Linked DNA regions of Macaca mulatta: region 1 is linked to region 2. Evidence: chromatin contacts called from public Hi-C data. All regions are on one chromosome and are shown on one strand. Each heading gives the region's core, a stretch centred on a gene start, on an enhancer-like site or on the middle of the called end of the contact. The rest is flanking DNA. Distances are from core to core; before and after follow the strand shown.

Region 1 (3,119 bases), core at 139-2,638, 45 kb after region 2:
TTTCTTCATCCTCCGCTCCCCCATCCTCATGCTTCTACTCAAGACTTCTCTGCTCTTCTTTTTAAATACTCACCACCACCCACGCAGATGTTACATTGACAGAAAGTTTCTAGTTCCAGCTCCGGGCTCAGTTGCCATTTCTCTGCTAACCAGCCTTCTCCTGGCTGGGCTGCAGAGAGAGAGGAGGGGGAGGGGAGGCCAGAGCCGTGGGAGTTCTCCAGGCAAACTTTCCACCCAACTTAGCGCTTTCCCTCTGTCCCCATTTCCCATCTGTTTCCCAGCTCTCCCAGAATCACCTTTCTCTTTTGCACCCCCACCTCCACCCCCACCCCCAGGCCTTTTTAAGAGATGTGAAATTTTGGCTGTTCCCTCTGCTTTCCCAAAGAGCCAAATTCTTTGATGCAATCGGAGGGAGCTGTCAGGGGGCTAAGATTGATCGCCTCATCTCCTCTCCGTCCCTCTGACCCACTTATTTAAAAATCTTCCCCCAGATCGACTTTTCATTTTCTGCTTTGAGGCCTAGTTTCCCACCAATTGCTTGGGGCTTAGAGTCTTGTGCCCTCTTTCTATAGTAAATTACAACACTCTAAACTTCAGACTATCTCGGTCTCCTCAAAATAAAATAAATTTTAAAAGCATTTCCCCTCAGGAGCCAGAAATGGAATATCATCTCAGTGGTCATTATTTCCACCCGCGCCATTTTCAGGGAATTCTTCCTTGTCAGGGATTTTTTTTTTTTTTTTTTTTTTTTTTAAACTAGCACAATGGCAAAAATGGGAGGGAAAGTCTCTTTGTCCTAGGGGAAAAGCTCCCCACCACATTCATGCACACACATACGCTGATCTGAACTTTGAGAGTGCTCTAAGTTAAATCAGTGGCTACCTGAGTTCTTGTTCATGTCCCTGGATATGGATACAGATATGAGCTTGAGGCTTGAGTGGGTACATGCACATCTTAGACTCTGCTTGTTTTCGGGGGGAGGGAGGTGTCACAGAGAAGCATGGATGCCTGAAAGTGAGGAAAGCAGGGGGACATAAGGGGAAGAGGCAGTGCTGCAAACACTGGGCAGAGACGAGAACCCAGGCCACACAGCGATGGAGGCCAGAGGCCCAAAAATGCCCCTCATGCTCCATCTCACTCTTATGTGTCCGCCTGGGAGTTCCTGTCCATTTCCCAAGATTTAACTGTTGCTTTTGGAGGGTTAACATGGGGATAGTGGTGCTGATGATTATAAATCTCTTTCTTATTTGCACCTTAACACTGACCTTTTTCAAAGAGTGGAAGCCTCTTTCGACTCCCTCTTCCTCCAACGCAGGGATCCTCACTCATCTTTTCTTGGGGAAGGGGAGAAGGGAAGACGATGCTGCTGGCCACGTAAGCCACGAAAGGAAAGCCTTAATTTACTCTATTAAAACATTTGGAAAAGAGGAAGGTTTCTCCCTTAGAGTCTCTTCTTTTCCAAGCTTCTGAAACCTTCTAACCTCCGAAAGGGATGAGGAAGTGGTTTCTCTAGCTTTTCTGGAGAAAGGGAGGCACTGGGGAGAGAGCGTGTGAGGCACTGGTGTAGGAATGGGGGCTCATGGTGTCCAGGTCATGGTCCTCTGGTGTTTTTGAATCAATTAAAGCAAATAATGCTCTCTGTTTTCCACCAGGCCCAGACGAGCGATTGGCGGAGACCGGTCCCGTGACCACGAATTCCCTGTAATTTCGCCGGAGTCCTGGGTTTAATAGAGAGAGTCCCCATACGCTTGTATTTATCAGCAATATACAAATATAAAGGCCCAAAATTTAAAAAAAAAAAAAAAAAGAGAGAGAGACCGAAATCTCCCCCTCCCAAAATCGCTCCATTACATAAATCTGGGGGGGGCAGGAGGGGGGGTCCCTTCCGATCCTCCCTCCTGACGCCCCCCCCAGCAGCCCCCTCCCCCACCATTGAAAGCCATGAATTTTGAATTTGAGAGGGAGATTGGGTTTATAAACAGCCAGCCATCGCTCGCCGAGTGTCTGACTTCCTTCCCCGCTGTCTTGGAGACATTTCAAACTTCATCAATCAAGGAGTCGACATTAATTCCTCCTCCTCCTCCTTTCGAGCAAACCTTCCCCAGCCTCCAGCCCGGCGCCTCCACCCTTCAGAGACCCAGGAGCCAAAAGCGAGCCGAAGATGGGCCTGCTCTGCCGCCGCCACCGCCGCTGCTCCCCGCTGCCCCCCCGGCCCCCGAGTTCCCTTGGATGAAAGAGAAGAAATCCGCCAAGAAACCCAGCCAATCCGCCACGTCTCCTTCCCCGGCCGCCTCCGCTGTCCCGGCCTCCGGGGTCGGATCGCCTGCAGGTCGGTAAGCCTGGTGGGGGTGGGGTGAGGGGCACCCTACAAGAGGGGGAGAAAAAGCAGTGGAAGGAGGTTAAAAAAAAAAAAGGTGGCAAGCCTGTTGGGGTTCCTTACCCCGTCCATTCCCGGCATGGGGAAGAAGAATATCCCACTGGGGGACAAGCCTGGCCTCTGCCAGCGTCTTTTTTTTTTTTTTTTTTCCTCTCTCTCTCTCTCTCTCTCTCTCTCTCTCTCTCTCCCTACAGCTGATTTTGAAAGCTGGTTGGGGAAACGCCTTTTTTCTGCTAGAAGAAAATGATTTGATTGAGGTTTTCATCCGTATCTGTGTAGGGGAATGAATATGTTGTTGCTGGGATAGACTCTAGAAGCAGAAAAAGATTCGGTCCTTTCTGCCCCAACTCTAGGAGAAGAGGAAGAATTGAGAGCTAGGGAGGAAGAGGGGTGAAGAACAATCTTTATGACCCTCGCTCCGGTTGAGTTGGAAAGTTCCGAATTGAGGGGTCCACTGGGAGGGCTTGGGAGGGGGGATCTGAGGTTTCGGCGCCAAAGGGAGCGGCTCTCCGCCCCCTGCGTGGCCCGTGGGCGGCTCTGAATGCTTTGCCGTGACCTGGGCCGGGGCTGTCGACTAGGGAGGGAGAGAAGAAAACCCAAAAGCAGTGAAAGCGAGCCGCTGTGGGGTGGGGGCGGGGGTGGGGTGGCGAGGAAGGGGAGAGGTGATACTGGTTTTGGCGGATGGGTTAGTCCGAACTAAGGTTGGGCTGAGTACACTGCCCGCTTTGACGCCCAGCTTGTT
Region 2 (3,174 bases), core at 242-2,741:
GGGGCCAAGCTGAGCTGGCCTCGGAGATGGAGTCTCTTTTCATTCTCCTCCTCCTCTCTCTCCACTCCCCAGGCCCAAGTCTCCTAGGGGCTTGGTCCTAGGGTGGGAAGGGGCTAGGGAGGACCAAAGGGATGATATTGAGAAAAAAGAAAAAAGATAGTGAGATTTAAGTTCCTGCTGCCTGAGTAGGCCCCGCAAGGCCTGGTCTGGGAGTATACGGAAACAAAAATGATCCTCAGTGCAAAATGTCTTGTGTATTTCTCTGTGAATCTATGGGTCTGGCTAGAGGGCCCAAAGCTTGTAAATATGGGGATAGTCTGGGTCAGACCCATCTCTCCCTTACCCATTTTGCTTCCAAGACCATTTGTAGTGAGCGAGTGGATGCTGTGCTACATGTGAAATCTGTCTTTGCGGGGCCTGTCTCAGTGATTCGCTTTTGGTATTTGTTTGTAGCTTTCCTGGAAGTCAAATAAATGTTTCCCCCACTCCATTGCCCTTCCACTTGTCTTTTCTCCGAGGGGTCTGCCTCTTCCATCCCAGGCACACCCTGCACCATTCTCAATGGATCTGGGGTGCAGGGAAGAAAAAGTAGGCTGCTCCCCAACAGCTCTTCTCAGCCATGTAAGTCCCTGGCTTGGTCAACAGTACCCGGGCTAGAGAACAGACCTTTGTGCCTGGGGAACTCCAAGGCCCAGAAACCCTATGTGGGGCTGGGGCAGGGGAAAGGCTGAACTAGACTCCATCCTGGTCTTCCATTAGCTGGCCAAGGAAGCCTCTGGAAAACTCTTCTGGGAAAGTAATTTGGGCCTAAGTCCTCAGCAGGAGGCTCCTAGCCTTTTGGGAGTGGTAGAGGCCTGCCCAGCCCCCTGTCTCCTACTGCAAGTCCCAATTCAGCTCTGCCACCAACTAAAGCAAAAAAAAAAAAAAAAAAATCAGTTGGATTTCAAAGGATTTCTCTCATCCTCAGCCTTCCCTACCCTTATCAAGGGCTCCTTCTCTCCAAGGGTCCAACTGATCTTCCCTCTTGATTAGGAGTTAGAGTCCTTTCAGAAAGACCCCTGGTTCCCCCTTCAGCCTGGCCCAGGGCCAGGGCCCAGTCCACCTCCATCCAAGTCAGCCTCCACCCTGATCGCAAGAGTCAAGTCTGGACACTTACCCGGTCAATCCCTTCCAGCTTGGCCCAACTTCTTACTGGACTTGGGGGGAGGGGGAGCTGGTGAGGAGGCAGCCGAGGGTCGTGGAGGCTCTACTTGGCCCTCCTTTCCCTTCACCCCTTGACTTTGTCCCCCTTTGTCGATAGCAAACTATCCCAAAAGTCGCTATGACATTTAGATGTCAAATGGATAGGGGTTTTATCTCGAAGTTAGATCGTAAAAATCGCCGAGAAGTCAGACAGATACCCCTCACTGGCTCGAGAAAGTCACGTGAGGTCCATAAAGTTAGTTTTATGGTTTTGGGGAGTTGACACCGCGCAGTATATTTCACATTCTCCAGAATGTTAAGTGACACTTTAACTGCTCGCTGTGATGGGGAAGGGGGCAGAAGTAGGTGAGCACTCTTCCAGCCTGGAGCAGCCGGACCAGCCCAGAAGGCAGCAGCGGCCCAGGCCAGCATTCCCACAGTAAGTCGCTTTCAGTTTTCGCTTTTACCCCTTGCAATTCTGGGACTTGGGACTGGGGGAAGAAAACTTGTTTCCAGCTGGGGCTGTGGGGTGATGTGGGGGAAATTTAGCCTGTTTTATGCACCCAGTTCTAAGGGACTGTGTGCCTGAAATGAGTGCTCTCAGTTTCATAAGGCCTCATGGGTCGGGGGTGCCTGATTTTTACTAGCAGGAGTGTCTGACTTTGTGGGGAAAAGGGTTTGTGTAGGGGATTCATACTCCCTCAGTGCCAGTGGAAATTTAGGGACCAAGAAGGAGGGGTGTGTATTGCTGAAAGAAGGGGCCGTTGTGGGGGGCCACTTCACTGCTGGATATCTTCAGACAGCTATTTCCCCACCCTCAGTAAAGAAACTTTATGACATTCATTTGTCAGAGGTGTGGGGGGGTGCACCTCTGGGCACTTTTATCCGGATACATGTGAGCTGAGAAAAAGCACCGGGTAGGTGGCTGCTGTGGGCTGCCTTGCTCTGGGATGCTCTCTGGCTTTCAGATCTTTGAAGCCCATAAAAAGGGGTCCCTCCAGTTATCTTTGGCTTCATCAGGCTTCTCTGGGATGGGGAGCACAGTGCTGCTTTTGCTTCCACCTTCAGCCTGTTGGTCTCAAGCTAATCTTTCTCCTTGCCTCAAAGTAGGATCCTGAAGTCAGACTACGGAGCGGACAGAGTGGGCAATCCCCCCAGTTCAAAACCTAATTCCTGAACCAGGAGTGGGGGAAGGGAAGAGCTTCTTCTCTTGCCTAGAGGTGTTAGGTGTTTAAGTAGAACTCTGGCATGCCCTCCATAAATAAAATTAGCTCAAGAATACAAATCCCTCAACTGTCAGGAGGAAATAGGTTCAGGAGCTGGAAGAGAAAATAGGAAAGGTGCTCTTTTTCCCTCTTCTCTTCCGGGCACACCCTCAAAGGCCCCTTTGTTTTGTGGCACCATAAACCAGAGAGACTTCAGGATTTTATCCCCAGGGGTTCTGTTATTTTCTAGGGAAAAGTCACCCTTCTAAAAGTCAGAGGCCTCTTCCCCACCAAATTGATCCCCCTCCAATTTAAGACCTATGGGGCTAACTACCCTGTCACTCCTGCTTTCACCAGCCTGCCATCCCTTGATTCACCTCACCAACTGCCATAGGTAGTTTCTGGGATTGGATATGTGGCACCTCGAGGGGCTTCTGATCTTTGGGACAAGGATGGGGTCATAAGACTCCCTTTCTCCCATTAAGGGACATTGGAATTCTCCCCCTCTCCTCTTTCTCCTGAAGCCACTCTCTATTCCCTGAGCTCTCTATCCACTGTCCAAGCCTGACTTACAGGAGATCCTTAACAGGCTTTAAAAGCAGAGTCACCCTGGTTTGAAGACACATCATCCCAAGAATGATGAGGGCATTTGTATCCCTTAGAAAGGAGACACAGGTCGACTCCCAAAGGATCCCCAGAACCATTGAAAATATAAAGAAGTGCCAGAGGCACAGCTTCCACAGTCTTCCACTGTACAAGGCAGCGGAGTTGACAGACATGCAGAGAA

Evidence for each region. A called contact is a pair of places that touch in the nucleus more often than the background predicts.
Region 1: a contact with region 2 is called in a Hi-C map of sperm, with 3 times the contacts expected there. The contact joins the promoter of HOXB2 here to the promoter of HOXB3 in region 2. A contact is called at or near these places in 3 of 14 Hi-C or Micro-C datasets (liver, lung fibroblasts and sperm).

Annotation. Positions count from the first base shown.
Region 1 is chr16:61,464,149-61,467,267 of T2T-MMU8v2.0, forward strand. HOXB2 (homeobox B2) reads left to right here and starts at 1,389. Exons shown (of 2, transcript XM_015119387.3): 1 at 1,389-2,329. The coding sequence starts at 1,942. LOC106994014 (a long non-coding RNA gene) reads right to left here. Exons shown (of 7, transcript XR_013406598.1): 1 at 2,441-3,119; 2 at 1,266-1,405; 3 at 883-1,008; 4 at 80-169.
Region 2 is chr16:61,419,218-61,422,391 of T2T-MMU8v2.0, forward strand. It overlaps HOXB3 (homeobox B3), which reads left to right and starts at 1,492. Exons shown (of 5, transcript XM_077971327.1): 1 at 1,492-1,621. It overlaps HOXB5 (homeobox B5), which reads left to right. Exons shown (of 2, transcript XM_001088160.4): 2 at 1-490. LOC106994015 (a long non-coding RNA gene) reads right to left here and starts at 1,344. Exons shown (of 3, transcript XR_001440403.3): 1 at 1,157-1,344.